4 separate regions of the Sus scrofa genome follow, and regions 1, 2 and 3 are each linked to region 4. A link is a contact called in public Hi-C, HiChIP or PLAC-seq and promoter capture Hi-C data. All regions are on one chromosome and are shown on one strand. The core of a region is the stretch at or near the end of the contact, and the rest is flanking DNA. Distances in the headings are between cores, read along the strand shown.

The links. Promoter capture Hi-C pulls out the DNA fragments that hold promoters and counts their contacts. Hi-C and Micro-C count contacts between places; a contact is called where the count stands out from the background. HiChIP or PLAC-seq counts read pairs in DNA pulled down with a chosen protein or histone mark.
Region 1: a promoter capture Hi-C map of liver shows a contact between it and region 4, with 5 times the contacts expected there. The contact joins the promoter of HNRNPAB here to the promoter of CLK4 in region 4. A contact is called at or near these places in 1 of 5 promoter capture datasets (liver), 1 of 47 Hi-C or Micro-C datasets (liver) and 1 of 2 datasets of contacts at active chromatin or transcription factors (alveolar macrophages).
Region 2: a contact with region 4 is called in an H3K27ac HiChIP or PLAC-seq map of alveolar macrophages. The contact joins the promoter of PHYKPL here to the promoter of CLK4 in region 4. A contact is called at or near these places in 1 of 47 Hi-C or Micro-C datasets (embryonic fibroblasts) and 2 of 2 datasets of contacts at active chromatin or transcription factors (alveolar macrophages and skeletal muscle).
Region 3: a Hi-C map of liver shows a contact between it and region 4, with 4 times the contacts expected there. The contact joins the promoter of NHP2 here to the promoter of CLK4 in region 4. A contact is called at or near these places in 1 of 5 promoter capture datasets (liver), 1 of 47 Hi-C or Micro-C datasets (liver) and 1 of 2 datasets of contacts at active chromatin or transcription factors (alveolar macrophages).

What each region holds. Positions count from the first base shown.
Region 1 is chr2:80,192,466-80,195,303 of Sscrofa11.1, reverse strand. It overlaps HNRNPAB (heterogeneous nuclear ribonucleoprotein A/B), which reads left to right and starts at 1,378. Exons shown (of 7, transcript NM_001112695.1): 1 at 1,378-1,388; 2 at 1,482-1,748; 3 at 2,496-2,664. The coding sequence starts at 1,504.
Region 2 is chr2:80,141,214-80,144,069 of Sscrofa11.1, reverse strand. It overlaps PHYKPL (5-phosphohydroxy-L-lysine phospho-lyase), which reads right to left and starts at 1,470. Exons shown (of 14, transcript XR_002341728.1): 1 at 1,290-1,470; 2 at 360-478. COL23A1 (collagen alpha-1(XXIII) chain) reads right to left here. Exons shown (of 27, transcript XM_021084365.1): 27 at 2,774-2,856.
Region 3 is chr2:80,222,035-80,224,891 of Sscrofa11.1, reverse strand. It overlaps NHP2 (H/ACA ribonucleoprotein complex subunit 2), which reads right to left and starts at 1,453. Exons shown (of 4, transcript XM_003123671.4): 1 at 1,220-1,453; 2 at 794-863. The coding sequence starts at 1,379.
Region 4 is chr2:79,728,205-79,730,904 of Sscrofa11.1, reverse strand. It overlaps CLK4 (dual specificity protein kinase CLK4), which reads right to left and starts at 1,445. Exons shown (of 13, transcript XM_021084353.1): 1 at 1,288-1,445. It also overlaps the pseudogene LOC106507310.

The DNA.
Region 1 (2,838 bases), core at 129-2,628, 460 kb before region 4:
CATTCTCAAGGCAACGCCACGGGCTGGATGGATTGCGGAGTGAGCCTCGGGCCAGGGCTCTGGGTTTGTTATCTCATTTATAAATTTGTAATGGTACCACCTTCCATACGGTTGTTAGGAGGTCAAAAGAGGAAATAAAACGCCCAGCCCACCACACTGGGCCTGGCAGCAGGACTCCAGTGGGAAACGTCAGCTACTAGTGTTCTGCTGTTATTTGGTAATCCCCAGGCTTTAGAGGTTTTAATCCTGGTTTATTTGGGGCCTGTCACCCATTTGATTAAAAGGAATCACGGGATAACGTAGGGCTTTCAAGCCCGGTGGTCAACTAGATCAATATTGAGGGGTTTTGTATATCAGAAAAAAGAACTATTTTTCCCTTCCCTCAAACTTCAAGATTTCACGGAAGCGGTTTACTTTTCTTAAAAATAGATTAGAGCAAAAATAAATGAATTAAATGAAAGATTTTAAGTAATCAAAAGTAAAAATGCGATACTAGTCGTGAAAGTGTTGCCAAGGGGATCCTCGTGGTCCCACGGTTTCTCCCGCCGGGACGTGGGGCGGAGCACTAATGGCTACAGACACCTAGCGGACTCCGCCCCCTCCCGGCTTCTAGCCTCCGGGGGAGGCGGCAGAAAGGGCCAGAGATCGTGGCTTTGAAGGCACCAAGGTCAAGGGAGCGGGCGGGCCCCGTCGCAATTTTTCAGAGCCATGCGGAGGGCCTTGGAGGACCGAATGCGCCTAATCTCGGAAGGCTGGATTCCGCCAATTCCAGCCGGGCAACCTTGGTTTCCGAGGCTTCCTCGAGACCAGTTTCCTCTTTTGGGAAATGGAGTGGCCGAGGCGGCCAACTTTGGGATTGGGTACCGGGGACGAGAGACTACGGCCTCAAAGGGCGGAGCGTCAGTCTCCGACCTCTCCGCCTCCGGGCTCGGGCTGCCCGCCCCTAGAGACAGGGCCGTCCGGCCAGCGGACCCCGAGATCCTTAGCAAGGCCTCGGCTCGCGCGGATTCTAAAATGAGGACAAAGCCCGCCCGAATCTAGCGTGCGCGCGGCGCCGCGGCCAACGGGACGCCGGCGCCGGGCTGAGTGACGAGCCGCCGAAGCCAATGAGCATGCGCCTTGTTGCGAGGTGGCCCCGGCTCCGGCATTATAAAGAGCGCCACGAGTCGGCATTGTCAGGCGGCGGCACCGCGCGGGCCCGGGCGAGATTATCCGTCTGAGGATTCTGTTCGGCGTCTCCGGTAGCCGAGGAGAAGGGCGCGCGATCGCGGAGGCTCCGTCGGTAGACGGGGGAGAGGCCCGGCAGCGCGAGTGTGAGCGCGGCCGAGCCCGCGGCGCCTTCTCGGCGGGTGAGGACAAGCGGGCCCCGCGGCGTCATCGGCGGCGAGGTGAGCGGCCGGGCCTGCGGGCGGCGGGCGGGAGTCCGGGCATGAGCCGTGCGGGCCTGACGCGCTGTGTCTGTATGTGGCCGCTTGTTGCAGGAGCCGCGTGCCTCGGCCTAACATGTCGGAAGCGGGTGAAGAGCAGCCCATGGAGACCACGGGCGCCACCGAGAACGGACACGAGGCCGCCCCCGAAGGCGAGTCGCCGGCCGGGACCGGCACCGGCACCGGCACCGGCACCGGCACCAGCACCAGCAGCGGCGCCGCAGCGGGCTCTGGAGGCGGGACCGCGGCGCCCCCGGCCGGCAACCAGAACGGCGCCGAGGGCGACCAGATCAACGCCAGCAAGAACGAAGAGGACGCGGGGTAGGTGCGGCCACGGGCCGACGGGGGCGCCGCCTTTGTTCCGGGGCCGCCTTTTGTTGGAGCCATGCGGCGGGGGGAGGGGCGGGCGGCCGGGGCCTGCTCGCGGCCCGCAAACCAGCAACTCCGCGCCGCCCGCCGCTGCGCGCGCGGGAGTTTGAGGGAGTTTGTTGGGTCGACTTTGGCGCCGCCCTGGGGCCGCTGGCGCGGGGCCGGGGCCGGGCGGCCCGGAAGGGGAGTGCGCTCGGACCCGGGGCCGGCGGGTCGCGGGCTGCCGGGGCTGCGTGGGCGGAGTTGGCGCGCGCCCTGGCCTCCCTCCTCCGCCTCCTGCCGAGGGCGGAGTCACAGCCTGAACGCGGACTCGGCCCGGAAGCCTTGAGTTCCTTGAGAGCCAGTGCTCGGAGGTGGTGGAGAGTGGCAGGGACTGTAGCGTTTTGATACGTGGTTGTTGGGTTGGGTTCCTTCCAGTTGTGGTGCTCAGGGTCTAGCTCTCTGGTCAGGTTGTGCTTCCTTCCCCCACCAGCCCTGGGGGGTGCGGAGTCGTTAGGGTCAAGATTGGGTTTTGAAGGGTAGCAGAGGTTTATTAACCTCCAGAGGTAGAACCTTTGCGGCCTCTTAGGGGTGGACCTTTGCTCAGGTTGGTGGTTTTATTTATAATTACGTCAGTGAAAGCTTTTCTAGGACCAATTCTTCTAAAATCACAGCTTTCTCATAAGGCTTGTTGCCGTGTGTCTTACCCCACCATTTCAGAAAAATGTTCGTTGGTGGCCTGAGCTGGGATACCAGCAAAAAGGACCTAAAGGATTATTTTACCAAATTTGGAGAGGTCGTTGACTGTACAATAAAAATGGATCCCAACACTGGCCGGTCAAGAGGGTTTGGGTTTATCCTCTTCAAAGATGCAGCCAGTGTGGAGAAGGTAAGTTGGGTATTGTATAATCAGGAGTCTCAGTGTATTCTAAGATTATGCCACCATTCTTAGTCTATGACTGGTTTATGTGTTCTGCACATGGTTGAATGCTTGGGGAAAAGGAAGTTTGGAAATTTATGAGTTTGTTATTTGAAGGGGTTAAAAGTAGAGATTAAGCAGAGG
Region 2 (2,856 bases), core at 221-2,720, 410 kb before region 4:
TCCTTGCCCCGGACCTGAGGTGGTTACTGGGGTTGAAGCCTTGCCATGACCCCCAGGGCTCCACCAGAGTCCTGTTGGCTTGCTGGTCATGGCTGGGCCAAGTGCTGTTCTCTGAGCTCACTGTCAGTCCTAAGTGGAACTAGACCCCCAGACCCAGGTCTCTGATTCCTGCTGGTTCAGCACTGCTATTGCTTGTAAACTTCTAGAGCTACTCCAGAAAGACTGGGCCTACTCAACAGATAGACTCGAACTAAGTTGAACCTGAGTTCTCTGTACCTCTCTACACCCTCAAGATAACCCCTGGGCCAGGTTCACAGCTTTGGTGTTCTGCCCCCACCAGCCTGAGATTTGATACCGACCATGGGCCACATTGTTGATGCAATCGATGTATTCTGCTCCCTCTTCATCGTACATGTACTGTCCTTGGCCTCGGACAATCTTAATAGGATCCTCAGGAAAAAAGAGTTTGCAGGAGTTGCTGTGGGGACAGGCAAGAGATGGACAGATATGTCTTAAGACCTAAAGGGAGAAATCCACACATTATAGCCACTCCCCCACTCCCAGTTTTTTGGAAATGACAAAAGCTTGAAGGGTCCCTGCCTCCAGTCCCCCCACTCCATAGGTGGCTGGAAAGGAGAAAAAGGGATGCGATAAGAAGTTGCTAAAACTTGGGAGTTCCCGTCGTGGCGCAGTGGTCGACTAATCTTACTAGGAACCATGAGGTTGCAGAGTTTGATCCCTGGCCTTGCTCAGTGGGTTAAAGATCCGGCATTGCCGTCAGCTGTGGTACGGTCGCAGACGCGGCTCGGATCCCGAGTTGCTGTGGCTCTGGCGTAGGCCGGCGTCTACAGCTCCGATTAGACCCCTAGCCTGGGAACCTCCATATGCCGCAGGAAGCGGCCCTAGAAAAGGCAAAAAGGCAAAAAGGCAAAAAAAAAAAAAAAAAAAGTTGCTAAAACTTAAAATGTTTAAGTCATCTGAAGGCTATCAGGCTTCATTCATTTCTGCATGTGCCCACTGAGTCCCTTGGGTCCCCGGAAAAGATGGCTGCCCGAGACCTACACAGGCTCCCTTAAGCAGTGTTTCTTTGCTGGGATGGGTGTGAGGAGGGCACCCCCATTAGGTGGCTGGCTCTTGGCCCTAAACAGTCCTTACCAGACAGCCTGCTGCCCTGCTGAGGGCTGGCCTCAAGCTCTAGCCCGAGGCTAACTCAGGCCCCAACCTCCCACGGAGAGCCCCTCAGACACAAGTCAAGGGTAGCCCTTCTCTAAGGCTGCCGGGGAACCAACCCCCACTCCCTTCTTCTGGATTTGTAGTTCCTTCTTAGGTCACTCTCGGGCTCTGTCCAGGTCGGGGGGTGGGCCACCACTGGACCAGATCCGCCTAGGAACCCGAAAGCAGCTGCGAGTGCTGAGAGGACGAGGCAGGCGCGGGAGGCGCGGGAGGCGCGGGAGGCGCGGGAGGCGCGGGAGGCGCGGGAGGCGCGGGAGGCGCGGGAGGCGCGGGAGGCGCGGGAGGCGCGGGAGGCGGCCGCCAGGAGTTGCTGCGCGCGCGCCCGCGCGGCGAGGGGTCCGGGGAGAGAAGAGTTGTGGGCCGGAAGACGCTTGGCCCTGTCGGGCGGGGCTGGGTCCGCGCCGTACATGCGTGCGCCGTGCGCGCGCGCGCCCCCTGCTCTCCCTCCCCGGTACCTGAGCAGCCGCCGCCTGAGGGCCAGAGTCGCGGCCTTCTCGCGCGGGTCCGCGGCCATGGCGTCCTCCGCAGTCGCGCGGAGACGCGGCGCCGCGGGGGGGAGGGGATCCGCGAGGCCACGCCCCGAGGCCACGCCCACTGCAGAACGGACGGGTCTCCGGGCTGCAGATCGCTTTGCAGTCCCGCCCTCAGCTGGTCCGTTTCACGTCTGTTCCTAATTTCATTCGACTAATGAGTCCGGTGGGCTCCTCGCCCCCGAGAAGCTCTTTAGACTTCGCCGCCAAGGAGCCAGGTTTTTGCTCGACTTGGCTAATGCTGACGCACCATGGGCCTCGCACTCCGGGCCCCTGCGGTTTCCCTCCCCAGGAAGGAAGGTTCCCCGGTGACCCCAGGGCTGCTTCTGCACCCGAGGGGGGGCTCTGAGCTTCCGCAGGCCTCACCTGGGTCCTCGAGGTCAGTCTCTCGGCCGCCTTCCCGGTGCATAAATTGGGATGCGCCGTGAGCATTCACCGGGAACGTGTGACAGGCACCCAGCCTAGTGCACAGCTGGGGCCTCAAAGACGGGGAAGCTCAGGAGAAGGACCCGGGACTTCCCAGCCCCGTGAGGAAGCGGCAGGAGGGCCCAGGGCCACTGCAGGGGCAGACTGAGGAGGTCTTGGGGCACATCCTCTGGGCCTCCTGATGGAATCCAGGCGGGGTAAGCACAAGATACAGGCACCCTAAGAGAACCTTACTGTGTTGAGGCAGGAGGAGAGTTAGGAAGCCTCCTGAGCCTTATACATGGCCTCGGACACACAGCAAGTGTTCAGCAGAGGTGGGACTCCCAACTCCAGGGAGAGGAAAATGCCCCTGAAGGACTGGGGAGCTGGGATAGCAGAGAGCTTTCCTTTCCTGGGACTTTGTGTCTTGGTCACCCTAGAACTAGGGTGTGTCGATGCAGGCCTGAGCTGGGTGGTCTGGGCAGGGGGAGGCTCCTGTGGACCCTCCTGTCACTTCTTCATGATTCTTAGCCCTCTGCTTTGCTCCCTCATTGCTGATTTCTTCATCTTTCCCCCGTGCCCCTGTAAAATGCTTAAGGCAGTTATTAAAGAAATTTGGAGTCTCTTTATTGTGGTAACATATACATAATGTAAAATTTACCATTTTAACATTTTAAAGTGTACAAGT
Region 3 (2,857 bases), core at 204-2,703, 490 kb before region 4:
GAAATAAAGCAGTGAGACGGTTCATCCTGTCCTCAAAGAACTTATTTTCTGATATAAGTGAGAGAGAAAGGGAGTAAGAATGTAAATAAGTAAGGAGGTTCTCGTCGTGGCATGAACCGTGTATCCATGAGGACGTGGGTTAGATCCCTGGCCTCTGCCCTTGCTCAGTGGGTTAAGGATCTGGCATTGCTGTGAGCTGTGGTGTAGGTCGCAGATGTGGCTGGGATCCCATGTTGCTGTGGCTGTGAGGTACGCCTGGGGATACAGCTCCGATTAAACCCCTAGCCTGGGAACCTCCATATGCCTTGGGTGCGGCCCTAAAAAGACAAAAAAAATAATAATAATAATAAGATAGAAACGTAAATAAGTTCCTGAATCTGACAAATGCCAAATAGGGAAGATGTAGGGTAATGAAGTCATTCTCACCGCACCCTGTACTTTTTTCCCTTCTGTAGTTGCCTATGACAAGTTGTAATCCTGTGTGGTTAATGTCACTATCTCCTCCTGTAGCAAGTGCCTGAAAAGGGGCAGACAGTAAATAGTGGCTGCATGAATGAAGCTGGGATCTACCTGAAGTGAGTTGGCTTATATGACTGGCTTCCCCTGGAATTCTCTTTCCCCATGGCCGTCCCTTAGAGCTCGTGCAAGTGATGTATTGACATCTGTGCTGAAAGGAATTTACCGACTAATCACCTGAATATCAGGGCAAGTCAGAGCACTTTTACCTACTAAGTAGGAGGGATACTTTCGTCATCGTTTAGAAATGCAAAACCGGGCAGTAGGGGGTTCTTACCCTTTTTCGCCTTTGTTGATAAATTTCTGAACCTCCTTCACCCCGCGCCGAATCTGCTTCTGCTTTACGGCTGCAACGACAGGGGAATCAGCCCCGGGGGCCTTGGGCCACCACCAGCGTCCCCACCCTGCCCGGCGTCCGCCGCATCTCTCTTTTCTAAAATTTTTATTTATTTTCTGAGGCTGTAGATTTTCTTTAAAAAGTTTTTTATTATAGTTGACTTACAATGTTCTGTCAACTACTGCTATATAGCAAAGTGATCCTGTTATATATTTATATACATTCCTTTTTTCCACATTATCCTCCAGCACAGGTGATTAGATATAGTTCCCTGTGCTATACAGCAGGATCTCATTGCTTATCCAATCCAAATGCAGTGGTTTGCATCTGCTAACCCCAAACTCCCAATCCATCCCACCACCGCACCTTTCTTGATGCATTTGTAGAGCTTCCGTGTCAGTTTGCGAGAAGCCAGGGGTTGCGCGATGGGGTTCAGATTCACCAGCAGTTCATGATAAGTGCGCTCCCCGCAGCACGCATCTGCCTGGGCCTCCGGCCCGTCGGGATCTGCCTTTATTTTGGTCATGGCAGCAACTCGGCAACCAAGTGCCCAAGAACCGAGTACACGCGGCCGGCGCTTCAGAAATCGCTTCCGGGTCATGCCCCTCTGAGGGAAGCAGTCAGTACACGACAGCCAATTAGGAACCCAGGTCCCAGACTCTGACCAATCACCGATGCTAAACTCGTTAAATATAGAGCGGGGGGCAGAGTCTCGGCGGTAGGGGCAGGACCATTCCCACAGCTGAGGCGGGGCGGATTAAGGCCGGAGTCCGAGGACCTCTGAGGGAGGGGGCGGAGCCCGGAGGGAGGCGGGGCCTGGAGGAGGAGAAGAGGGACTGGGACGGCTGCCTCGGCTCGTCTGGCTCGTCTGAGAGTTGCGCGTCAACCATACTGGAGACGAGGGGGCGGAGGCTGTACCTGTGGGGGGCGTGACCAAGTCTAAAAGGACGGATCCTAGCTTAAAGGGCGGGTTCTGCTACCAGAGGTCGGCCCAGTGTGATTCCACACCTCCTTAGAATCTGATCCCTCCAATGGGCAGTGCCGAGCCTGGTCAGGTCCCGGGTCCAGAGCCGGTCCTGGTGGCGTATACCCTAGGTACTAAGGTTAAAGTAAAGCCTTAACTTAATTGATAACGATTTCTTCGTTCTAGCACGATTTCTCACGCTCTGCTCTCTTTCCTGGTAAGGGATGGCCCCATTCATTGAGTGCCTCGATCTGGACCGCTTTTCCCCAGAGAGCCGGTGACTTTCTTTCCCGCCCTTCCCGCAGAGACCTGCTCAGGTGTTACCCATGTGGGAGATTTTCCTGACCACACTTAACCTAAAATTCCAGTCCTTGGGAGTTCCCTTGTAGCGTAGCTAGTTAAGGATCCAGTGTTGTCACTGTTGCTTCTGTGGCGCGGGTTCCGTCTCTGGCGGCGGGAACTTCCACTGGCATGGGAAAAAAAAAATTGCAGTTCAGGCTCACCTTGCATCGGCATCCCCTAACCCTCTGTTTTCCTCATCGTTCCTACCACTGCCTGGCATCACGCACAGGGGAGGCATTGCGGAGACAGCGGGAACTGCAGAAGAAGGCTTGAACACTGAAGCTGAGAAGTTGGGGCGTCGTGGGGAGAGCTCTGAGTAGGCACTCTGTGTGTAGTTATCTGTAGAGGATTAGTGGATGGTGCCGCTGGAGAGGCAAGCAGGCCTAGACCAGGGTGGATCTTGTACCTCTGCCTTATTTCTTGTGTCCTATTGGGTGGATATTAATTAGATCGTTGCTGTAAGTCAGTTGCCTTGATCATGCGGTGTTAGGCCCTCCATTTTTGTGGTGGTGGAACAGCCCAGAAAGTGGAAATTTTTTTTTTTTTTTCTTTTTAGTGCTTCACCCACTGCCTATGGAAGTTCCCAGATTAGGGGTTGTATCAGAGCGGTAGCCACAGGCCTACACCACAGCCACAGCAATGCCAGATCTGAGCAGCGTCTGTGACCTATACCACAGCTCACGGCACAGCTAGATCCT
Region 4 (2,700 bases), core at 196-2,695:
GAATTATCAATATGCAAATAATAAACTAAGAATAAGCATCTTGGGAGAGCCAAAGGTTTTTATTTCTCTAGCTAAGTTCACTACTTTTAATTCAACTGTTAGGAAGTCCCCTGTGCGTCCTCTGCCCCCCTCCCCCAACTAATAATGCTCAGAAATATTACCTCAGGAGACCAAGAGAAAAATCCCAAACCCTGGTTACACAGACAAGGTTCTTTCGCATACACAAAAAAGAAAATCTAGAATTGTTACACCATCTCTAATTAATAAAGAATCCTACATGTTATAATCACCAGACATACTTCAATAAAAACAGCAGATAGAATAAATCTACGGGTTTATATCCATCTTAGGAATCTGATTCTCTACTGCCCTTTAACACTCTATATTATTGATTTAAGTGAGCATTCTGATTGACATATCTTATGCGGACAATTTTATGCACTCTCTCTATATTTAATGTGGCTAGAAATATCACAATTAGATGGATCCAAGAGGACTGCATTTAATAAATAACAAGAAGCCGAAGCCTGTGGCTGTATGTATGGAACACAATCACACAAACATAGCTATAAAATAGGACCAGGTGGTTGACCCAGGCAGTTTTGAATGCTGTTTCTTAAGGCTCAGACAAGCATATAGCGGTTGCTTAAGGATCAAGGACAGCAAGCTATACAAGTATCAGAAATACAGATCTGCCGCACAAGGGTAAGCTCCACCTTAGGAAAAATACAGTTCCGCACAAAGGATGAGCCTCTCAGTATTTCTGCCTCTCCCGTGCTCATTTCCACCATCCTGGACTTGCAGACTTGCAGTTCCTCGGACGCCCGGTCGCCGACCCCCGCCTACCCGCCCAGGGCCTTTGGCTCACTCACAGACAGGGACAGATATGCGACTCCGGAAAACACCCAAATGCTACCGGCGACCGAGACCAGGCACAGAGGGGAGCGCTGGGTCTACCACAACACAACCCCCCGCGGCTCTCGAAGGGCCTCCCGACAGGTCCTCGCTGTGGCCGACGGGAGGAGCAAAGGCCTCCGCAGCCTTGATGCGAGCAGCCTGAGCTCCCAGTGAAGAATAAGCAGCAGAGCCGAGGTCTTTCCGCCCTAGGACTTTAAATTTACCATGACATCTGGGCAACTTCAGGTTTTAAAAGCCACGAGCAGAGTTGTGCCGCGAAAGAACTCCGGTCGCCGAGGCCTTGAACCCGGTCGTTTTTCCGACACCTGGCTTTGACTCCTATAAGACTGGGAGGCCGCCCATCCCAGTACACCCCACCTGAAACGTTACCTCCGCAAAAGCAAAAGGCCTTTTGGCCGCGAAAGGCCGCCAAACCGCCGTCTTCTCTCTACAGGCGCTGCGACAAACACCCCACAAAATGGCGGCAGCGCCGTCTCCCTACAACCCCCCGGCAGCCTCTAGCACCACCTACAACCCGCGAACGCGCCTGCGTGACAGAGCTCGCGCGCTCCCGCCGCTCCCCCTAAAGGGCGGGGCTCCTGTGACGTCAGTGGCGGGCCCGGTCCGCCGCAACGCGTCTGCGCGGGGCAGGAGGTCCCCGCCCCGAAACCCGCCGGAGCTCAGGCGACGCCCTAGGTTGTTTTCGTTTTTGGAGTCTAGGTGAAAATTGGAGCGAGTGCCGGCGCACTGGCCTCAGCTGTGGCGTGTCTGTTCCTTCAGGAGAAGTTTTTGGGGTTTTTTTTTTGTCTTTTTGCCATTTTCTTGGGCCGTTCCCGCGGCATGTGGAGGTTCCCAGGCTAGGGATCTAATCGGAGCTGTGGTCACCAGCCTACGCCAGAGCCACAGCCACGCAGGATCCAAGCCGCGTCTGCAACCTACACCACATCTCAGGGCAACGCCGGATCGTTAACCCATTGAGCAAGGGCAGGGACCGAACCCGCAACCTCATGGTTCCTAGTTGGATTCGTTAACGACTGAGCCACGAGGGGAACTCCAGGACGAGTTATTTTGAAGGCAGCACCTCTAGGCAAAGCCAACAATGGCTCCTTTTTCTGCTCTTCAGCCTTTGGCACTTTGGCTGCCTGCCCTCCGCCTACCCAAGGACCTGAACTCTAGACACAGTCACCACAAGAGAGATAAGCCCCCAGACCCGCTCTGTGCCAGGCCCAGGTTGGCGCTGGGGGCAGTTCAGTGAACGAGATTGTGTAATTCAGTCGCTTGGAACTTCTGTCTAAAAATGGGCTCGAAGAGAATGTCTCGGGAAATAAGCTCAGGGGTGCTTATCTTTTTAAGGCCTGTGCACAACAATATCAAAAGAAATTTAAACTGGGACTCCTTTCAAGGTTTTTCCTGTTGTGCCTGGGCAGGATTTGGTAGCTGGAAGTTTCCCTAACAAAGGTTACCACATTATTTGTCCCTATGGGTCAGTTTTATTTAACCAAGGCAGAATAATGTCTGAGAGCTAGTAAGCCCCATTAAGGAGCTTGCTTACCTCAAGGTGTTTTGCAGTTTCTAAGAATCCCTAGTTTGCCGTTGTGAGCCTGTAGAGAGAGAAGAGAGAAAGCCAAAATCATTTCAAGGGACAGAGAGCCTGAGCAGGAATGACCAGAAGGAGAGGAGAGCCAAGAGTATGGTGTCAGAGCAAGCCTAAAGGAGGGAAAGCTTACAGTGCCAAATGCTAGGAAGGAGTCAGGAACTTTTCTGCTAGTACTGAAAAGTGTCAAGGGGATTTCACGTTCTGAA